Regions from separate parts of the Ovis aries genome. Here regions 2 and 3 are each linked to region 1. A link is a contact called in public Hi-C data. All regions are on one chromosome and are shown on one strand. Each heading gives the region's core, a stretch centred on a gene start, on an enhancer-like site or on the middle of the called end of the contact. The rest is flanking DNA. Distances are from core to core; before and after follow the strand shown. Region 1 holds the start of RGS2 (regulator of G protein signaling 2). Region 2 has its middle 99 kb from the start of RGS1. Region 3 holds the start of CDC73 (cell division cycle 73).

Region 1 (3,548 bases), core at 763-3,262:
AAAAGCCCTGAATGCAGCAAGACCATCTGGGGGAGGGAAGGAAGAAAGCATGCAGAAACTGCATTGAGTGTTCAAATATTCCCTTATGTGTTTTCCTAGAAATCCCACTCCCCTGGTCCCATATTTTATTATTGCCAGATGGCAGCAATTTTCTTGAGTTTACTCAAACCTGTAATTGTCAAAATTTAGCTCTTTAAAGACTAAGATGCCAGTCAGCAAAATGCGTGAGTTGGCACACTACTACAAAAATATAAACTTAGCTTTGCTGTTAACACAACTGATAGGGGAGCCATAAGTTCTTTGGGAATGAAGCCGCTTGAAAACATTGTTTGCAATGGAAAAGCTGACTCAACCTTAAGAGACAGCAACTGCCATTACAATCTGGGGCTATTTCCCCCCACTCCCCACCTAGAGTGAAAAAGCCACGCATTTCCCTGGTTAATCACCGGGAAATAAAGGAGAAAAATAGGCCCCATGGAACAGGGATTGTAAAGTCAAACTCTCCTTGGGCAAGCTGCTCTTGCTGTGTAGACACAACCAAACCATACTCTCCTGATACTTGAAATGGATCCAATTCAAGAGGTTAACTTACATTTACTGGCTAGCAGCTCATCAAATGCTTCTGACCATAGCTGGGCTTCCTCGGGAGAAGGCCTGCAAAAGAAGTCTGCACATCAGCTCCTGCTAGCCAGAGGTTCCCTCTTCAGCTCAGCAGTGAGCTGTGCATATTGGCAAGCACAAGATTTTCAACTTACTTGATGAAGGTTTGCTGTTTGCTTTTCTTGCCAGTTTTGGGCTTCCCAGGAGAGGAGGAATTTTGCAAGAAGTAGCTCAAACGGCTCTTCCAATCTTTTAATCTACAAAAGAAAAAAAAAAAAGATACTCACTTAGCAGCAACACTTGAAACTGCCATTGCAGCTGAAGGCATTTTTACCAAATAAAGTCGCCCCCAGTAGCTATAGACAAGCCAAATAAGACAAAACAACTCCTCCAGTCAGTCTTACTCCTTTAATCCAGCATCTAAGTACTCAACACACTAGTTTCATCCACTCATCTGAACATAATTATTAGTTTTATAAGTAAGGATAGGACGACCTACAATTATAGGGTATTTTAATGAATTTAGTTTGCATAGTTCAAAGGCAGATGCTATTTCTGGCCCACAAAAGGCAGCCAGTTTTTCTGCAACGGTTAATTACAATTCTGAGACATTTCACACTTGAGGAAGCCCACAGTGGACCTGCCCTGAGCCAGCCCAGGCTCGTTTTCCTTCTGCTCTCAGAGCAGGGGGCTTGGGACCACCCGAGAAGCTGTGCACAATGAAGTGTGTGTGCGAGATTGACCGCCCCCTCCCCCAACTTCAGCACTCATTTTAAGAAGGTGATGCAGAACAATTATTTGTTCCACACTCTTGAGTGGGTGAGACTTGCTGTTCAATTAAAAAAAATTAAAAGTATATCTAGGATCAGCAAAAATATCTCCATCCCAGCAGTCGTGTAAGCAGATCAGAATTTACGGTGCCTCTCAAGAAGGCCGGGGGCGCGTGGCTGCAGGATTCTCCGAAGTCATTTTCGATGCAGGGAGACAAAAAGCCAACCAGCATCTATCTCCGCCCCTGCATCAAGAATTTTCTGCAGTTTCTAAACTCTACCCGAGTCCTTCAATAAATACCTACACCACACAGGTTTAAACGTAACTTCACAAATTAACCTTTTACACACACACACACATTTTTTCTTTTTCTTTTTTTCCTGCAGAGATGCAGGCAGGCTACCCAGTTCCCATGCCCAGCGCGAGTGTACCGCGTTTGCAGCCGCCCGGGACAGCTGGGTCCGCAGGGGCGGCCAGTCAGGGAGGAAGAAAGCCGCACTCACAGGGTTCGCTTCATCTTCTCTCGCTTCTCCTCGTTCTTGGGGCCGGTGCCAGCGCCTTTGTCCATGGGTCCGCAGTCGTGCTGGACAGCCAGGAACATAGCACTTTGCATTATCTCCCTCCACCTGGGAACGCCGCTCTGGGGAGACCGGACCGCCGGCACCCGTATTTATATAATTGGAGGCAGGGCGAAGGCGGGGCTCACGGCGCCGGTCCCTCCCCCGGCGGGCACCGATTGGCCGACGGCGGCCGCGGGCCGCGCGGTCACGGGCGCCGCCGAAGGGTCTGGAAACCCGGGGCCCGCTGACGTCCGCTTCCCGGGCGTCGTGCGCAGTCGGGCCGGACGCCCGCCCTCGTGTGGGGTCAGAGAAAATTCCCTTTTGAACGGTCAAAGGCGACCTTTGCCCAGTCGTGGCGGCCGGCCGTGGGGTCGCAGGGCCGTGGCGGGCAGGGAGCCAGGTTGGCTGCAGGCACGGCGGGGGCGCTCGCTCCCCGCCTCTTCCCTGTCTCATTCCCTCCCCCGCGCTCCAGAGCTCCTGACCCCCAAAGGAGCCGTGATTCCAAGCAGGTAAAGGTTGTTTATTGGGAAGCCGAATGCAGTAACCTTATTTTGAATTAGGTTTAAAAGGGGATGTGTTTTTGGAGCGCAAGCCCTCGCTCCGCGCCTCCTTTCTTGATGTGAGAACTGACCCTCACCTGTTCTTTGAGACGCCTTTTAATTTGGGGAAGGAAACAGAATGGGAGGAACAGTGAGAGTCCAGGGGCAGTGGTGTGATCTGTTCTGCAGCGTGCCCAAGCATCCTGGAGCTCTGTGGGGAATGCACATTGGTCAGGGAGGGAAGAGGAGAAAGTGCTTTAACTGGGTGTGCGGTTTTGATTACCAGCAGGTTCGTGGCTGGGTCGGTCCGTGGGGTTGCAGACTTATTTCTCAGGAGTCCTTGGCTGCTTCTCCTTCCAGAACAAAAAAAGAAATCACAGCTCTTAACAAGGAAACACCACGAGCTCGCAGCTATCGTGCACCAGAATCATTTTAGTGTAAAAGAGCAAGCATGCAGGATTTCCTCCTGAGTCACTCTTAGTTGGCTTAGAATTTGCCAGAACACTTTAATTGGCAAAAAAAGAGAGATGGGGGTGGAGGGAGGGAGGCGTTTACAGCTTCTTTGAATAAGCTTAATGTCTTGATTCGTCAGAAATCATCTTGCTGTAGCAGGATTTAAGTGGTTTGATTGGTAAGGGTAAGTAGATAACTGCCACTCCAAAATGACTTGAGTTCAAATACCGTTATTAGAATTGTACAGTGGAATATTCAGGTGGTTTTTCCTGAAGCATCTAAGTAGGCAGATTAACAGCAAGGCTTTTGTTCTGTCCCTAAGTCATTTCTGACTGCAGTCGCATGGGCTGCAACTTGCCAGGCTTCCCTGTTCTTCATCTCCTGGTGTTTGCTCAAACTCATGTCCCTTGAGTCTGTGATGCCATCTAACCATCTCATTCTCTGCCACCCTCTTCTCCTGCCCTCAATCTTTCCCAGCATCAGAGTCTTTCCCAGTCAGTCTGCTCCTGGCATCAGCTGGCCAAAGTATTGGAGCTTCAGCATCAGTCCTTCCAATGAATACTGAGGGTTCATTTCCTTAAGGATTGACGGGTTTGATCGCTTTGCTGGGAGACCCTGAAGAGTC
Region 2 (3,548 bases), core at 671-3,170, 360 kb after region 1:
GAAGAGAGAGTGCTTTCTGTGCAGGTGGGCGGTGTTAGCAGAGGTGGGAGAAGGTAGATCCTACTTTATCCAGGAGATGAGGAATAACAGTTTGCGTGTAGGGCGCCTGGAGGGAAGTTCTATGGAGAAAGCTGTGTACTTGTTGATGCATCAAGAAGGACGCATTTCCTCTGTGTAGTGCTCATGCTTAGAATATTTCAGCTGAGTCTAACAATCCAAATTATAGCACTTTCTGGAAAACCATTGGCCTGGACTCTTTAAAGATGCCAACATCATGAACTTTAAAGAAGGCTAAGGAACTCTCCCAGGTTAAAGGTTACTGGAGAGATGTGACCTGTTAATTTAATGCGTGACCTTAGGTTGCAGCTCAGAGAGGAAAAGTAAATTAAAAAAACAGAGGACAGTATTGGTATAATTGGGAAAATTTGAAAATGAACCATGCATTAAATAATGGCCTTGTATTAATGTTGTATTTCCTGAGTGAGATAATTGTATTATTATATAAGAGAATTCCTGCATTCTTAGGAATGAAGTCTTATGCTATCTGCAACTAAATTCTCAAATGGGCCAGCAAATGTGTGCACATTCACACACACAGACACAAACACACACACACACACACACACACACACACACACACACAAAAACAAATACAACAAAATCTTAACACTGAGGAATCCAGACAAAGAGCATATGGGTGTTTCCTCTTACTATTTTTGCAACTTTTCTGTCGATTTCAAAATTTTCAAAATAAAAAGGGAGAGGAAAATAGATTTTCTGTGAACATTTGGATGTTCATAACTATTCACTTGATACTCATTGATCATTTGTTAGTAAACGACCTCAGGGCTGTATCACTGAGTTTGTGGTGACTATTTTTGTGGAAGCGTTTGCTTTATGATCATCATTAACATTTTTTAATGTAGTGTGATTGTATTGCAATCCCATTTTTTTTCCCCCTTGAGTGGTAGCCTGTGTGACATAGCAGACTTTGGAAATGGTCCTAATCCTCCATTATGAAACATTATAAAACATCTTTTTATAAGCATTTCACTTTAAGAGTTCACAAAATAGTGTACATTGATTCATTGTGAAATAAATAATTCAATGTGTGCTCAGACACTCAGTCATGTCCGACTCTTTGCAACTCCATGGACTGTAGCCCACTAGGCTCCTCTGTCCATGGGATTCTCCCAGCAAGAATACTGGGGTGGGTTGCCATTCCCTTCTCTGGGGCATCTTCCCGACCCAGGGGTCAAACCTGCTTTTTAAGTCTCCTGCATTGACAGGCGGATTCTTTACCACTAGCACCACCTGGGAAGCCCAATTTACCACTAGCACTACTTGGGAAGCCCAAATAATTCAATATAATTCAGTATCTATTTATTATATAGAGCTTCCCTGGTAGCTCAGCTGGTAAAGAATCTGCTTACAATGCGGGAGACCTGGGTTTGATCCCTGAGTTGGGAAGATCCACTGGATGAGGGCATGGCAACCCACTCCAGTATTCTTGCCTGGAGAATCCCCATGGACAGAGGAGCTTGGTGGGCTACCAACCATGGGATCACAAAGATTCGAACACAACTGAGCAACTAAGCACAGCACATTTATTATATTGTATTGGATGCCTATAACTTGGCCAAGAGCAATTCTTGCCTTCAGGGAACATACACAGTAACCAATCATATATGCCTGGCCAGTTATTTCCAGGACAGTCAGGCAGTGAGAGATTGGTGATCTTCATCTGCCCCAGGAATGCTGAGAAAGGTGGTGTGATTGTCTGATAACAGTGCGATATGGAGCAACACACTGGATGAATTGCTTTGCAGTTAAAGATCTGAGCTGTTCCCAAGGAATTGCTTCTTCCAGAAACTGCCAACAGTGGATAATTCTCCTTATTTAGGGTTGCATGAAGTGCCTTTCCCTTTAGTCATTCCATCTGAAAAGCGTGGGCCATGCTAGTTCTTTGGTAGTCTGGTCTCTGCTGGCATCTGAAAAGAGTCACTTTTTAAGAAGCTTTCCATCTACTAAGATGATTAGTGGTGCTTGCTCAAATGGCTAGAGATGTTTTCCTAGTGGGGTTTGTGGGTGTGTGCTGACTCATGCACCCTCTCACCTTGTGTCCCCATGGTGATCTGGAACAAAAGTTAGAGGACTGATCAGGTTGAGTACCAAGCTATACTCACGGAACACAACCAAGTTAAATGTTGCATAACCTAAAAACGTGGCTGAGGAAGTGCCACAGGCCAGATAATTCACCCCTTTTATGAGAATTATCAGTTCGTTTCATCTGGTTTTACCTTCCATGGTTTGGGGAGGGTGGAGTTTTAGGATTAAGAAAGTTCATCTCCCCATTTCACAGGGTCCAAATGATGCAGCCACAAAATTACAAAAGCCACATTGTTGTTAAGTTGTAACTGAATAACTGAGTTCTTCAGATCCCATGGACTGCAGCCCTGCAGGCTCCTCTGTCCATGGCAAGAATACTGGCGTAGGTTGCCATTTCCTTCTCCAGGGTATCTTCCCAACCCAGGGATTGAACCCGAGTCTCCTGCACTGGCAGGTGGATTCTTTATCACTGAGCCACCTGAGAAGCCCAAACAAACACTGGCACTGTTGTAGACTGAAATCACAGTTCACCTGTGTAAACCCAAAAACCAAAGAGATTTGATCGGGAGGTGGATACAGACTTCGTCTCTTTAAAACATTCAGAACCCTGATATCCTCTAAATTAAGATGCAGAGAAATACAAAACAAAATGGTAAAATAAGCAAACCAGAAAACCACAATTGTGAGGAAAATTTTCATAGAATGGGATTTCAGGAGCTAAGAGGCAGATCAAGTGTTGTGTTGATTGCGAAGCATGGGGTGAACCGCCATTGCCGGGCCATGCTGTGGAGTGTCCCCAAAACTAGAACTGTAGCGAAGGCATCCAGTGTGTTTTGAGATAGGATGGTGGCGGTTTAGTGACTAGGTCATGTCTGACTCTTGTGACCCCATAGACGGTAGCCTACCAGGCTCCTCTGTCAACAGGATTTCCCAGGCAAGAGTACTGGAGTGGGTTGCCATTTCCTACTTCAGGGGATCTTCCTGACCCAGGGATCGAACCTGCATCTCCTGCATTGGCAGATTCTTTATTTCTGACCCACCAGGGAAGCCCTTTTTATTGGATATCACACCCCAAAGTGGAGAATAGACATGGAAAGTTAGGAAGGGCAAAGTCTAAGGATTTAGGAAAATGATTTTAATCTACACAATATTTATAAAATTATTAAAGAATTTAATTTTGGAATGAAGACACTGGGAACTTCAGGCTGAATAATTAAAATTGATTATTTTCAACTCACCTTCCATACTTATTGGAAATTTATAATGAAAGGTATATGCATATATTTTAAAAGTCATTCTGGAAACCAAGTCTCCATTTCAATGTTAGATTTTGGAAAAGGAACAACAAGTTAAATCTGAAGATATAAAGGGAGCAAAATAATATGATACCACAGAAGATTAAACAAAGGAAACACACAGTCAAAAAAAGATTATTAGTA
Region 3 (3,548 bases), core at 750-3,249, 300 kb before region 1:
ATGTACTGGTGTGATTCACTGCTGCAAAAGTTTGAAATCTACTGTTGTAAGCACTCTTTTCTTACTACTGGCTTCACTCAGCTATCAAAACATTTCCTTTCCAGCTCTCAGGTCTTTAAGCATGCCATTCCCTCAGCTGGAAAGACCTAGCCCACTACTTCGCCCTCAGAATTCCTATCCACTCCTTAACATTTGTTCATTCATTTATTCAAGAAAAACCTAGCATGTCCATAGGCCAAACACACTTCTATGAAAACTTTCCAAGTTAGAAGTGATTGCTCTCTTTAGGAACTGGAATTCGATTCTTATCAAGTTATGTGTCATCTCTTCCACTCTGATTGAGATAACCTCCTTTGAGGCACCGACCTAGGTTTTCAAAATATTTTCCAGTTCTGGGACTGAACAGCCTTACACTGTGAATACTCAACCATTTTTTAAAGAAAAACCAATCAGTTAAAAATCCAATCAGCGCTGAGCTCCTACACAATGTGTGGGGCAGAGGACTCCTAACCTCTTCCAGCTTGTTACTCCCCAAATCAAATAGACTTTTCATCACATAAGCTGTTAATTTGTTTTTAAAATGTAAATCTGCCTGTGCAAGTTCCTTTTGAAAGGAAAAAAAAAAAAAAAAACCAGAAAACTCAGAATGATTTTACCCATCTGCACAAAGCTAATTAAACCATAAGCAGCCCAAGATGCCAAAAAAATTAAATAAATAAAACCCAAGGAACTAAACTTCCCCTAGCTTTTCATCAACTCTTCCTAAAGCCCACTGCTCCCATTCAATCAAGCAAAATAAGTATGAAAGTTTTCGTCTAGGGCTCTAGCTATCCAAATGAAACGCCACTGAGAGAGGAAGGGTTCACTCAAAAAGCCCCTCATGATGATCAGACCTATTTTTCTTTTGAAATACATATGCATATATCTATTCTTTTTCAGATACTTTTCCCGTGTAGGTTTCAGATCTCCCTTCGGGTGTCTTCCTTAAGGACTTACACTCGGGCAACCCTCACTGGGATCAACATTCCCAGACACACACTCTTCACACACATTTCCCACACAATCGCACACTCTATTCGTTCCCCACTTAGAATGGCAAAGTTGACTTCATTTCAGCAGGAACTTTCTCCCTGAGGGAGACCCCTGCCTTCACCTCCAACAGATTCCGACGACTTGTCCCAGGTCGCCGAAATCTTACCCGTCCTAACCTGACGGAGTGGGTTCCCTTCTCTCTCTGCTTGAGGGAATCGCGAAAGGAGACGGAACCGACCAGGAGCTGCAAAGGGCCAGCAGAGACCATCGCAGAAGAGCCTCCGAGAGAGATTTTAAAAAACAACAACTAAAGGACAAAAAGAGCCGCCCGAGGACCCGGCGGGGCGCTCCTTTATATGCACCTATGCACCCGGCCGGCTCTCCACACACAGGGGCAGAGACCTCCACACGGAGCCGCGGAGGAGGGACCCCTCCGAACGCCGCTCCTCCCGCGCCCTCCTCACAGACGAGCTGCAACTTCTGCTCCCGGGAAAACTTTTCCCCGGAGCACCCGTTTTCCTCAACCCGCAAGGGGAGCGGGGGGGAGGGGTTCGGGGAGAGAGAGAGGGGGACCCCGGGGCGCCCAGCCCTGCCCCCCGCCGCAACAGACTCACCCCCAAACCACATAGTTGGTCTTCACGTTCTTGGGCCAGGAGAACTCGCCGAAGATCACTTCGTCCCCTTTCACCACAATCTCCTTCTTCTGGATGTTGTACTGTCGCAGGACGCTGAGCACGTCCGCCATCTTCGCCCCCCTCGCCGCCGCCGGCCCCGGGCCCCGCCGCCGCCGCCGCGCCCGCCGCCCCTTTCGCCTGTCGCCTCAGCCCCCCCACCCCCCGCCCCTCTGCCTCGGCCGCCGCCGCCGCCGCCGCCGCCGCCGCGAGCCAACTGCAGTCGCACTGGCAGCCGTCCGCGCCTACGACAGCAGCGGGGGAAGGAGCCACCCAGGCCGCCGAGGACCCCGCGCTAGGAGGCAAGGCCCCGCCGCGGGCTGCCCGCGGAGAACGCCTGACCGCGCGCGCCGCCGCCGCCGCCGCCCGCCGCCAGGGGGCGCCGCGCCCGCCCGGGAAACGCCCCTCCCAGACTCCCACTTGGCGCGCGGGGCCGACTCCCGGCCCGCAACTCATAGGGCGCGGGGACGCAGCGCCCACGTACGGCGCACGTACGGGGGAGCCTTGCCCGGCGCACGCGCGGGAGCACGGACCTCATCCTCCTTTCCCCCGCCCCCGACTCGCCCCACCACGCGCAGCGCGCACGCGGCAGGCGACAGGTGCGCGCGCACCTGCGCGGGGAATCTGGGACGTCAGTTCCCAGAGCGCGCAATGGGTGCTCCTCGACGGGCCCGCAGTGTTGGCCGCTGGCCAGTGCAGTGTGGTCTCTCCTTTAACCAGGCTGCAGCCTGGTGAGAGGTTTGCAGAGCCAAGGTTGCCGTCCCGACGAGGTTGGACCCACCTAACAAATGGCCTCTTGATAAACCCCTGTAGAAGGGAAAGGTGTTTGGGGAAAGATGTTGCTTTGGGGGTTATTTTTTATTTTGTGTTTTTAGTGGGCTCGCCTAGGCCAAAGATCAATGCCGGGGCACTGGTGTTTGTTAGCTGCCTTTTGACCTCAGTCAAGTTACACACCTTCTCACAGAATCAATTGGTTAATGGAGAACATGGAAGCTAAAAGCATCAGGCAAATCAAAAAATCATAAATATTGGATCTTCCCCTTCTCAGTTCCTTAGATGGTGGCTTTTTCCTTCTTGTCCCCTTCTCCTGGCCAGCCTCAAGGGGCTACAGTTTAATAGCTGTCTTCCGAGATGCTAATAGGAGAGTTAGAGAACACAAGCTCAGTTTATTGATATAAATTCAGTTTACTGTGGCATGTCTACCTTAAACATATCCCATGGGCCATTTTTTAAAAATGTCTTACTATAGCAGAAAAGGAAAAAAGTCGACTTTGTGATTGACATAACCAAATTCTTTTACCCGATTTGAAAGAAAGCAATTTTCGTTATGTGCACTGCAGAGAGATCTGTAGAATGTGGTTCACTTTTCTGTATTCACTCTTCAGCCATTTTGCAGCTGAATTTGAGAAATTTTGACTATTCTGTAAATTTTCCTAAACTTCACCCCAAACATGTTAAAAATAACCTTTTTATTTATCCCCAGTACTATCTACTCTATTTATACTTGTATCAGAGCATCCAGTACTACTTGACTATCTCACCACAGAGGAATTCAAGGAAGTCAGGGTTTTATGATACATTAGGAGAGTCATTAGAGTCTCCTCAGAAGATGCTGAACTTTGTTTCCCACACAAACGATGACTTGGTCCATTAAGGCTGCTACAAGAGAATGACGTATACCAGGTGTCCTATAGACAGATTTATTCCTGATAGTTCTGAAGGCTAGGAAGTCCAAAATGAAGGCACCGGTAGACTGGTGCGAGCCTGCTTGCTGCTTCAAACACCTGAGTCTTCACATTGCATCCTCATCTGGTGGGAAGAGTGGTGTCTGAGGTCTTTTTTGAG

The links. A called contact is a pair of places that touch in the nucleus more often than the background predicts.
Region 2: a Hi-C map of tail adipose tissue shows a contact between it and region 1, with 4 times the contacts expected there. The contact joins the enhancer-like site here to the promoter of RGS2 in region 1. A contact is called at or near these places in 3 of 16 Hi-C or Micro-C datasets (hypothalamus, skin fibroblasts and tail adipose tissue).
Region 3: a contact with region 1 is called in a Hi-C map of tail adipose tissue, with 2.7 times the contacts expected there. The contact joins the promoter of CDC73 here to the promoter of RGS2 in region 1. A contact is called at or near these places in 4 of 16 Hi-C or Micro-C datasets (blood, liver, skin fibroblasts and 1 more).

Annotation. Positions count from the first base shown.
Region 1 is chr12:11,624,036-11,627,583 of ARS-UI_Ramb_v3.0, forward strand. RGS2 (regulator of G protein signaling 2) reads right to left here and starts at 2,013. Exons shown (of 5, transcript XM_004013586.5): 1 at 1,875-2,013; 2 at 756-857; 3 at 593-654; 4 at 1-26. The coding sequence starts at 1,984. It overlaps LOC105611804 (a long non-coding RNA gene), which reads left to right and starts at 2,178. Exons shown (of 8, transcript XR_009595661.1): 1 at 2,178-2,440.
Region 2 is chr12:11,989,056-11,992,603 of ARS-UI_Ramb_v3.0, forward strand. No RefSeq gene overlaps it. Among named protein-coding and RNA genes, the nearest start is that of RGS1, 99 kb to the left of the region's middle. Within about 2 kb of position 1,921, at least 1 of the 54 cell types and tissues checked has an H3K27ac peak or open chromatin away from gene starts, as enhancers often do.
Region 3 is chr12:11,319,798-11,323,345 of ARS-UI_Ramb_v3.0, forward strand. It overlaps CDC73 (cell division cycle 73), which reads right to left and starts at 2,000. Exons shown (of 17, transcript XM_027976263.3): 1 at 1,647-2,000. The coding sequence starts at 1,777.